Linked DNA regions of Mus musculus: region 2 is linked to region 1. The links are chromatin contacts, called in public Hi-C maps. All regions are on one chromosome and are shown on one strand. Each heading gives the region's core, a stretch centred on a gene start, on an enhancer-like site or on the middle of the called end of the contact. The rest is flanking DNA. Distances are from core to core; before and after follow the strand shown. Region 1 has its middle 22 kb from the start of Gm41192. Region 2 has its middle 36 kb from the start of Nkx2-6.

Region 1 (5,693 bases), core at 1,396-3,895:
TGAGAGTTGAATGAGCCTTTCACAGGGTTGCCTAAGACCATCAGAAAATGCAGATGCTTACATTATCATTTACAATAGTAGCAAACTTACGGTTATGAAGTAGCAACAAAAATAATTTTATGGTTGGTAGTCATCACAACATGAGAAACTATATTACAGTGTCATAGCATTAGGAAGGTTGAGAACCACTGGATCAGAAAAAGGCATTGGCTTTTTTGGAACTGGAGTTACAGATGGTTGTAAGCCACCATATAGATCCTGAGAATTGAACTTGGGTCCTCTGCATGAGCAGCAAGTGTTTTAACCCATTGAGCCATCTCTCCAGCTCCAGTGATGGTGTTTTATCACAGCAATAGAAAAATAACTAAGAAAAGGTCCAGTTTTCTTTGGGCAACTTAACTATTCCTATTCCTGTCTCCATTTCTGGTACCCTGACCAGAAGCCATCTCTGACCTGAATGATAGGTCTTGGTGCCAACCTTTGTTTCCTTGTCGGAAGATAAAACAGAAGTGTGTGCTTCCTAGGACGCTTCCTCTTGGAGGTCGGAGCAGAACTGAGTAATGATGAAAGTGGAGAGAGATGGGGCAGGGACCATAGAGCCAGAAACAAGGCCTATGACATAGTGTCATAGGAAAAATGATTTCAAAGTTGAGCAGAAATGAACTCAAAGCATGAATGGGCTCTGACGTTTACAAGATGTAAGCTTAACTTCTCTGAACCCTGATTTTCTGATTTGGAAAACAAGCATGACACAATTTACTTCTCAGTGCTCTTGGGGCTCTTTGCACAGCTGAAAGCATCTAACACAGGGGCCCTGACAGCTGTTTAGTCAATAGACTGATTTTACAACAGTTCTTGCTGTTGGCAATGCTGGCTTATATAGGTAGACAGGAGACAGAGAGAGGAAAAGGCCCTCATTTCTGTTCTACTCTCTTGATTGGCCAATTTCTCAAAGCAACATGTTTCATTCTACAGATGTGCAAGTCCCCTAGGGCAGGGGCTGAGCATCTGGATTTCAGAGCTTGCACACTGAGCTGTGAGTTATCTTCACACATGTTCAAGAGTGGTGTGGGGATGTCAAGTGGGCCCTCCCCCATGATGATGGATTCAGTACTCCATGGCTTTGTGTATGAAAGGGAGACATAGCTACAAACAACTCTGTTGAGCAACAACTGGGTTCACCATGACTCCTAATGTTGCAAGAAGCCCTGGGTCCTCTTCGCCCATTCATTCCAGTTAATCAAATGCACATCTGCATATTTCTTAGCTCAAAACCCGTGGAATCTTCTCTTATCTCAAGGTGCTTCTTTGAAAGTGCCTGCCACCTATACCATGTTCTCCTCACCACTGACCATGGCTCATTCTACATTTAGGGGTCAGCTGCTTTGTCTCTGGCTCTGACCTGTATAGTGGGGAATTTCCATCTGGAGGCTAGAACCTCTGCTAACAAGATGACATCATCGGACCTGGTCTACCTTCTAGCCTCAGACTCAGGTATTTGAACTCTTGACATTTGATCTAGAAGACTTTTTCTTTTCCCTTTAGTGACTGAAAACTCTACTGGCCTTGGATCAGCGTGTGGATCTAGTTCTGAATGGCTGGGACTTTGAATTTTTTACTAGTATGGACCATTCAGAGGCCAACTTCTATTTGTCCACCTATGTTCACGCTGTCTTCTGGAAATACCTTGCCTAAAATCGGTCCCAGACTCCACAGTCATCAAAACCAACAGGGATTCTGGTTGCGAAACATGGTTAGGAAAGATGCTGGAGTGATGGGTAGGAACTGCCAGAGACCATTCCTGAACCATACATACTGTTCAGCCCTGGCCAACACTGAGGGCTCTGGATCTCTGACTTTTATGTAAAATGAAGTATCTTCATGATGGAGAAAAGACATTTAACCAATGCTTCTTAGGAGACTGAAACAATGGAATTTCATAGGTTAGCTAAACACTCTGCCCTGGTCCATTTCACACATACATTTCACACGATTACCCTGCTTCAGAGGGAACCTTGAGGTGAACCTGAGGGCGAACTTTACCCATATTACTTTAAAAATTCGAATTCATTCAAGCTCGTCTTCATAACCGGTGGCTACACTAACAAAGTCTAGTGTGTACTCCCATTTGGCTCTATTGTCACCCCTCCCCCACCCTGCAATCCTTCCCGTTAATCTCCCTGTGCTCCGGGGTTGAGAACCACTAAATGCTAGCAGTGTCTTTCTGATAAGTTCTTCCTGGGCGATCTTTCTCTGAGCTATGTTTTTAGAGGGAGAGATGAAAGGAGCCTGAGAAATTAAAATCAAGATAAGCAGTCTCTCCCCTGGAATGTTACTAAGAGGATGTGGTCATTTAGAAGTGTTTTCTCCTCTTCTCTTCAGCTTGACATCTGAAGTCATAGGAGATGCTATCACACCTCGCTTTATTAGCATGGCTGGAGTCACCTGTTTCAGAAACCCTGGGAGCAGCAACCCGAAATGAAAAGAAAGTGATACAGAAGGGAGATTAAAGAGAAACTTGCTCCTGGCAGCAGGAGGTGCCGGCTCCCTGCCAGGCCCCTGCAGCTACTCTGTTAAGTGGCCCCATGAATTTATTTTACTGGGAGATCACTTCCACTATCTGAGTGTACCCAGGCTGTTGTTCAGACAAGCTTCAGAAAACCCAGTTAATGTTACATAATGCATTGCTCTTCCAGAAGAAGTGGGAAGGGGTAGGACGCTGATGGGAGGGTGTACCCCCAACCCCAACCCCCGAGGGTGAAAAGAATTGGCCTTTGGTGTCCACCAGGGTTTGCAGAAAAGGGTCAGGGAGTTCAAGAGAGGTTGGAGAGGAGGATTGTGCACATTAGCTCTTCTGCTCAAAAGCCCCAGGCCATGGGTGGGCGTGTGCTGGCAGAGCAGGCTCCAGCAGGAAAGGCAAGGTGCAGAGTCGCTGGGAGGAGCCTTGGAGCAGGGCTCTGAGCTCAGGGCTAACTCTTAGTGTTAGGGATAGAACATTCCTGAATGGTGGAGGGGACAGGGAAATGTGTGAGAAGTCCCTGGATATGATGACTTCACAGCCCAGCATTTAGGACACAGGACAGGGTTTCCAGTTCCTTCTTCATCCCTCTTCACACTGGTTTCGGGTACCCTCTGAAACCAGATGTCCTGGATTTAGTACCGATAGCTCCTGTTTGTGTTCCCGATGGCCTGTCATTACCCCCCCCCCCCCCCCTCTTGGTTTCTGTGAACTTTCTCCTGTAGGCCTGCTATTCCCCTTTAGGGTCTGACCTAGCCAGTAACTGCAATTCATTGGTGCATGATGGTAGCTCATTAGTTAGCAGATTGGGGTGGGGTGGGGTGGGGAGCACAGGCATGCCTTTCATCATCAACTGGCCAGTTATTGTTTCTCTAGGCTTTTGGGAACAGGCAGAAATTGCTAGGCAGAAGATGGTCACTTTGGTCATTGGGTTGGGCCTGGGGGAGGGAGGGAGGGAGGGAGGGAGGGAGGGAGGGAGGGAGAGAGAGAGAGAGAGAGAGAGAGAGAGAGAGAGAGAGAAGATCAGGGCCCCAAGAATGGGTTTGTCTTAGTCAGGGTTTCTATTCCTGCACAAACATCATGACCAAGAAGCAAGATGGGGAAGAAAGGGTTTATTCAGCTTACTCTTCCACATTGCTGTTCATCACCAAAGGAAGTCAGGACTGGTACTCAAACAGGTCAGGAACTGATGCAGAGGCTATGGAGGGATGTTCTTTACTGGCTTGCTCAGCCTGCTCTCTTATAGAACCAAGAATGCCAGCCCAGAGATGGCACCACCCACAAGGGGACCTTCCCCCTTGGACACTAATTGAAAAAAATGCCTTACAGCTAGATCTCATGGAGGCATTTCCCCAACTGAAGCTCCTTTCTTTATGATAACTCCAGCTGTGTCAAGTTGACACACAAAACTAGCCAGTACAATTGAACCCTTGTCAACTTGACACACAAACACATCACTAGTAAGCCTCAACCCTTAGTTTCTTATTTATCCCCAAGATCTAAATAACTTTAAAAGTCCCACAGTCTTTGCAAATTCTTCAAATTTCAACTCTCTTAAAATCCAAAGTCCTTACAAATAAAAGTCTCTTAACTGTGGTTTCTACTAAAATACTTCCTTCAAGAGGGAAAAGTATCAGGGCACAGTCACAATGAAAAGCAAAATCAAACTCCAACTGTCCAATGTCTGGGATTCAACTCACAATCTTCTGGGCTCCTCCAAGGGCTTGGGTCACTTCTCTAGACTTGCCCTTTGTAGCACACATGTTGTCTTCTAGGCTCCAGCTGCCTATACTCCACTGCTGCTATTGTTCTTGGTGGTCATCTCATGGTACTGGCATCTCCAAAACACTGCTGTCTTCCTCTGTAACTAGGCTTCACCAACAGCTTCTCATAGGCTCTCTTCATTGTGCCAAGCTTCAACTCCTTTGCATGACCCCTTCTGTCCTGGGCCATCAATTGCAACTGAGGCTGAACCTTCCCCAATGGCCTTCCATGGCCTATCACAGAGCCAAGCCTCAGATTCTCTGTATGACCTCTTCATGCCTTCAAAACCAGTACCACCTGGGTGACTCTTATACATTACCAAGTCCTGCTGCTGTACGAGGTACAACTTTGGCTATCTCTGGAACACAGCCTCTTTGTGCTCTCAGAAAGCACTTCCCAGAAGATATCACCTCAATAATGCTGGTCTCTTCTTAATCATTGCTAACTTCTTAGCTCCAGCTAACCAGCATCAATAGTCCCAGTAATGTAAAAGTTTCACTTTAGTAGTTCTTGTATCTTGTTAATCACAGCTGATTCTTCAGCCCCAGCTAACCAGAACCACAGAATCTTCCCAATCAAAATAGTAATGGCCCTGAAAAGTCTTTAGTTTTCCCTCTGAAATTTCACAAGCCAGACCTCCATCTTCTGCATTGTTCTTAACATTATCTTCCAAGCTCCTACACAACATCTGACAGAGTTCTTAACAGTGAATGGATCTTCAAGCCCAAAGTTCCAAAGTCCTTCCACAGTCCTCCCCAAAACATGGTCAGGTTGTCACAGGAATACCCCACTATGCTGGTACTAATTTGTCTTAGTCAGGGTTTCTATTCCTGCACAAACATCATGACCAAGAAGCACTTGGGGAGGAAAGGGCTTATTCAGCTTACTCTTCCACATTGCTGTTCATCACCAAAGGAAGTCAGGACTGGAACTCAAACAGATCAGGAAGCAGGAGCTGATGCAGAGGCCATGGAGAGATGTTCTTTACTGGCTTGCTTCCCCTGGCTTGCTAAGCCTGCTCTCTTATAGAACCGAAACTACCAGCCCAGTGATGGCACCACCCACAAGGGACCTCCTCCCTTGATCACTAATTGAGAATATGCCTTACAGCTGGATCTCGTGGAGACATTTCCTCAACTGAAGTTCCTTTCTCTGTGATAACTCCAGCTGTGTCAAGTTGACACACAAAACTAGCCAGTATAGTTTGCCTACTTTGGAGACCATTGGCTTCATCATGTTACAGGATAGGCAGGTTAGTAGTCTGGTGGGAGGCGTGATCTGTGATTAAAACTGAAGAAACGATGAGTAAAGAGTAAATCTTAGCATTTTTGTAGGGTTGAGATTACTCGTTAATCTTGGCCTGGCATTGAGCAGGAGCTGGTCTTCGGTGTGGCATGTTGCTTACATCACT
Region 2 (5,693 bases), core at 1,102-3,601, 83 kb before region 1:
TTGTATCTGCATGTTCAACAGCTGGCCATTGCTTGGCTCACCATGTTCTAGGCTGGATTTGTACAGTCACAGCCCTCCTGTACCCAGGTCCCTATTCCTCCAGCCTGGAAATAGTGACTCCCCCTCCCTGATCTAGAAAAATACAACTAACCTTGACTTTCCCCCTTCTTGACATTCTTGAGTGCCTCCTGTTACACTTTGCCTTTTGTAGATGGCTGCTTAGTGCAAGTAATTAAAAACTTCTCAAAGGTAAGAGTTATATGCAGTACTAAGTGGGACTAAATAGTCATTAAACTGCAGGGCCTGGAGAGGTGGCTCAGTGGTTAAGAGCACTGATGCCTTTTTCTGGTGTGTCTGAAGAGAGAAACAGTGTATTATTATACATTCATTCAATCAATCAATCAATCAATCAATCAATCAATCAATATTTAAAAAAAAGAACGAGTACCCAGTGTTTCAGGTTCTGATCTAATTATGGGAAACACTGGAGAGAGATATTTTCTTTCTCTTTTGAGGCTCTGGGCCTTGTACATTCTCAAAAAGAGCCCTATCCCTGAGCTCCATCCTAGCTGGTCAGATTCCATTGAGATGGGTGGTTTGCAGCACCTGTGTACGCCCTGTTCCTGCAGGTCAGAGACATCAGGGAGAGCTGGAGGGAGACCTGCCCCTGCCAGAGACTTATGCTGAGGTCCAGGATGCTACCATTTCTCTGAACCTCAGTTTCTATGGTGATATTAGTCTCAGGAGTTAATGTTAGGACAGTATTTGGTAACAGCCAAGAAACACCTCTCTTTAGACCAACAAGTATTCTGTTCTTTCTTGCAATTGACTATGGAGTCTGCCTCACTGCAGTGACCCACCTTGAACATGGCATCCACCCCAGCTTCCACCCCAAACATGTTCTGGGTAGATAGTTCTGCCTGGGTAAGAAATGTTTCGACCACCAGGCCAAGGGTTGGGTGTTTCAGAGGTGAGGACAGCATGATGGTATAGGGAGCACCATATGATTCAGGTGGACCACGCGATGCCCAGGGCCACAGCATTCCCACACTCACTTGGTTCCATTAGTTCTTTCCAAAGACAAAACTCTGGTTATATGTCTTTCTTCCCCATCCCCTCCTCGGTGACTTTCTGAACACTCACTCATAGGCATTGTTTCAAGTGTGAGTGTTAGATTTGCTGGGAAGAAGCCCCAGGATAGCAAGAAGCCGCTGACTGGGTTCAGGGCATCATGCCTGTCTTGTTCTGAGTGGCACAAAAAGCAAGTGGCTGTCATCAGTGACTGGCTTAGCAGGGTGGCGCTTCGGTTTTATTCTCTTCTAGAGAAGATCTGAGACAGCAAAGATAAATGGAGGCAAAGCCCAGGTCAGGCTCTGCAGACTGTGCTGGTGTCTGTGACACTCTGTCCTTGGTCTGTACATTGTCATAGACACTACAGCTGAGCTGTGCGTGTCACCCTGGACTCCCGAGGAGAGAGCAGACCATGAGCGAGCTGCTGTGTGTGGGATGCTGAGTTAGATTCACACAATTTCTTCCCCATATGTTCTCTGCTGGGACTCGCACACCTGCTGGATCCTAGGGGTGGAGGACAAGGCTGTACAAACAGAGAGGATTCGATGCAGAGTTGAAGTCTTGTGGATGAAGAAAGTCCTTGTTGCGGTGGAAGACTGAAGGGTTGGGTTGTCCCAGTGCCTGGTAGAACAGGCCCACATGGTAGTCTGGTCACCGCTTTGTGGTAAGATTGAGAAGGGCCTTTTGGCCCCTGGTTGTTCATCTAACCGCATAGGTACGGTACACCTTGCTCTGGAGTGGATCCTCTGCTGTCCTCGAGCTTGGCGACGTTCTGGATGCTTAGATGCATACCTTTGAGTCTCTACACCGTTGCTCTGTGTAAGGCTGCTGGCTGCTAGGGGTACCACCTAGTGGTGATACCCCTTGCTAGTGATGCCAAAGAGACAGTGGGGGGCTGCACCTGTGCTCCAGGAGCAGGAAGGCAGTTCGAGGGGGTTTAGGAGCCAGGTTCCTTGTGCTGATGGCTCAGATTGCCATCACTGGTGTGCTAGGCTCTGAGGGAGTGAGCATCTGGGGACCCTCACCCCAAACCCTGCTTGTATTTTTAGCCAGAATCTGAGAGGGTTAGAGAGGAAATGGGTCATGTATCATAGGCAAAATCCCTCCTTCAAGGCAGGAATGGGGGCTGGTGAGATGGAGATGCGAGCAATGACACGCAGAAGACCCCCTCCTCCGCCCCTCTCTCTGATTGCTGCCTTTCCCCCCTCTTCTACTTCCATGCCTCACAAAAGGGAAGTGATGTCATCGCATATGTGCACGCCTGCCCTTCGTGTGTCGCCTCTGGGTCACCATTTCCTGTTTCTGAGTCATCAGGAAGGTAATTTCCCCCTGATGTTCACTATCCCCCCAGGATACTGTCATCACTCACAACCCCTTCCCCCACCCCACTGGCCTCTCCTCTCCTTTCCATAAGAACAACAAGAGACCCTGTCTTCAAAATAAAATCACTAAACTAAACAGTGCACAGCTGTCGGTGAGCTGCTGCGAGCTCACTGACTGTGCAGTGGATCTCAGCCCTCAGAGTTCTCTGGTGATGCCTGAGGGCCTTGACCAGTTCGGATATTTGAATCCGAGCGAGGATGGGTCTCAAGTGCCTCTGTCCTAGACCCCACCTGGGAAATGACATGGGAGAACTCTGGCTGTTCTCCGAGATACCCCAGGAGGCATGGGGTAGCACTGGAAGGGGTGTGTCCCATCAGCTGAAGCAGAACCCCAGGGGCTGGCTCTGTGGGCATCCTTCCCTGATCTTTCTTCTCCCTCCTCTGCTTCTGTCCTTCCTCTTTCCCCTCTTCCTTCCCTCCCTTCCTCCTTTCTTCCACCCTTCTCCCTTCCTTCTTTCCTTCCTCTTTTCCTCCCCCTTCCTTCTTTTATAAGGGAGAGCTTATAACCCTCCCTTCTTTTTCCCTCCCTCCCTTTCTTCCTCCATTTTCCTTCCTCTTTCCCTTCTCCCTTTCTCCCACCTTCTTTCCTTCCTCTTTCCCTCCCCTCTTTCCCTTCCTCCCTTTATCTCTCCTCCCTCCTTCCCTCCTACCCTTCCCTCCCCCTTTTCTCCCTTCTTTGCTCCCTTCCTTCCTTCCTTCCTTCCTTCCTTCCTTCCTTCCTTCCCTCCCTCCTTCCTTCCTTCCTTCTGTTCACCTTCAATCATGTCCTTTACTTTCTTCCACTTTTCTCTGGTTTCCTCAGGAAGGGTTTGACTAGTGGGATATGTGCTCAGAGTTTAACAGTTCACTTAATAAACACTTATAAAGTATCTAATATAAGCCAGGTGTGTAGCTAAACCAGATGTGTAGCTAGGTTCCAGGGTTAAGAGGTGCTTAACTATCCCCCTAGGAGTCCCTCCCATTTGGTAGGGGACCCAGAGACTGATAATTGATATTGGATGGGGGAAAAATCCCCTAATGACGACAACTCAGAGAGATGTGGGACACAGAGAGTAGACCTCATAGTATAACTGGGACCTTGTAGATGATCCTAGAGCATCCAAGCAGAGGTGCACCAGAGCATTGCTAGAATAGTTTCTAAGCAATTTGGTGACTGCTGGATAAAGCTGGATTAGGAAATGAGAATAAGCAAGGTACTGGCCACAGGCTGATCTCCAGTGATATTGACAGAGCCCTAAGAGTCCTTATTAGGGGTGGGGGTTCAGAGAGCGCTTTTTGCGGGGGGGGGAGAGGAGTTTAAATTGTTTCCCCTTTTTTACTTTTATGCATCATTTAAAAATTTGTATTCATATTTTGGTATATGGTAGAATATTTATGCATTATTTTTTTCTTGGATCAGGAGAGGCATGTGGTAGCCCCTGGGCCTCCCTTTTCTTGGTGGAAGAAGGAGTGAAGGCTGGTTTGCTGACGGGGATTGAGATAGGCATAGAGTAGCAGGGACATCTGGCACATGAGCTAGGATCAAGAGCAATGGACATACAGGCCTCCCAAACCCTGTTGTCCAAGGAGTCCCCACCACCACCACCACCACAAGAGCAACGGACAGTACAGACCTCCCAAACCCTGCGGCCCAAGGAGTCCCCCCTCAAGTGTCATAGAAAATTCCAACAGAAAAAAAAACCAAGAGAGCTTATTAATTTAAAAATTTTAGTCTTATGTGTATGAGCCTTACATATTTTGTTTGTTTCCTATATGTCTGTGCATCACATGTGTGCAGTTCCTGCAGAGGCCAGAAGAGGGCGCTGGAGTTAGAAACGGTTGTTAGGTTATCATGCGGGCTTGAAGACATGAATATAGGTCCTCTATAAGAGCAGCTAATGATCCTAAATGCAGAGTCATCTCTCTAGCCCTTTATTTATTTTCTGAGATGGCTATTTTGCCTTGTTTGGCCCCATGTTTCTGAGCTCAAGCGATCCTCCTGCTTCAGCCTCTCAGTAGCTAGTACTGTGGGTGAGCACCACATTTGGCAGCTCAGAGAAGCTCGTCATGGGCTCAGGTCTGTCCAGGAATACCACCTTCTATCCTTGTGTCTAGCACCCCAGTCTAGCCTGCATATGTGACATGTGACTTTGTTACAGCCGTGGCCACTCATGGACAGAGGCCTGGATTTGGAGAATATAGTTGTCCAGTCTTGATACAGCACTGTTGAGTTGTGTGCTATAGGCAGGCTGGTGGTGACTTCATCCACTAAGGAGATATGATCCCAGGGACTGAGGTGAATGAGCATGGGCGAGAGTGACTCAGGGATCCTGGTCTCCATGAAGGGTCCCTTGTGTTCACTGCAGGGGTGTGGCGCCATGGGTTAGCCCTTCCGATGCTCTCCCCTTGGCTGCTCACACTCTAGTCTAAACCACCAGAGTTGTCCCCTGTCCCTTTAATCCTAATCCCTTTTCCAATCATTCTTTAGTGGTGAGAAACTATCAGGTGTCTGGTCCTGCCTAGCCCCGCCCCTCCTCCTGTGTGAGCGTGCTGGGCACAGCAGGCCAGATACAGTTTCATGCATTATTTGGGGCTCACTCACAGGGTATTTTGGAAGCATGGCTTTGTGAAGCTCTGAGAGCCTGGTTGAATCTTATGCAATTGCTCCAGTCTGGGGCACCAGGGTGACAGCCTCCTGTAGCAGATGATGCCAAGCTGGGAAGAGAACGCTTGCTGGGAAAGCGAATGAAACTGAACTTCTTAGGGTCTGGGCAGGATGGAGGGGTGAGAGGGGAAGAAAGGGAGGGTCACTCAGTCTGAGTAGGTGCGGCAGAGTGTGCCTCAAAGCTCAGTTTGCTTCTGATGACCCTGTTCCCAAAGCAGCAAGCTTTTCCCTTTATTTTTTTTAAAGATTTATTTATTTTTTTAAGTGTGTGTGTGTGTGTGTGTGTGTGTGTGTGTGTGTGTGTGTGCAAGCGCATGTGTCCTCAGAGTCCAGAAGAGGGTGTTGAATCCCCTGGAGCTACCTGATGGCGCTATGGTGCTCAGGAACTCTGGAAGAGCAGCCTGTGCTCTTAACCATTGAGCTATCTCACCAGCCTCTTGTAGTAGGATTTCTAAGGAAAGGAAGGGCAAGAGAAGGGTGACAGGTAAAGGTGTGCTGTCAAAGGAAGTGTAAGTGGGAGAGCCAGTTCCCAGCCCAGATCTGGCCTCACAGTGGTTGCTGGGCACCCCCTTCCTCCCATCTACGCTTCTCTCCTT

Evidence for each region. A called contact is a pair of places that touch in the nucleus more often than the background predicts.
Region 2: a Hi-C map of DN3 thymocytes shows a contact between it and region 1, with 2.0 times the contacts expected there. The contact joins two enhancer-like sites. A contact is called at or near these places in 13 of 484 Hi-C or Micro-C datasets (the C2C12 cell line, DN3 thymocytes, Th1 cells and 8 more) and 3 of 115 datasets of contacts at active chromatin or transcription factors (CD8 T cells, T-cell acute lymphoblastic leukemia and forebrain).

What each region holds. Positions count from the first base shown.
Region 1 is chr14:69,050,058-69,055,750 of GRCm38.p6, reverse strand. No RefSeq gene overlaps it. Among named protein-coding and RNA genes, the nearest start is that of Gm41192, 22 kb to the right of the region's middle. Within about 2 kb of position 2,645, at least 21 of the 459 cell types and tissues checked have an H3K27ac peak or open chromatin away from gene starts, as enhancers often do. A contact at or near this core is called in DN3 thymocytes, where this site is marked.
Region 2 is chr14:69,132,724-69,138,416 of GRCm38.p6, reverse strand. No RefSeq gene overlaps it. Among named protein-coding and RNA genes, the nearest start is that of Nkx2-6, 36 kb to the left of the region's middle. Within about 2 kb of position 2,351, at least 43 of the 459 cell types and tissues checked have an H3K27ac peak or open chromatin away from gene starts, as enhancers often do. A contact at or near this core is called in DN3 thymocytes, where this site is marked.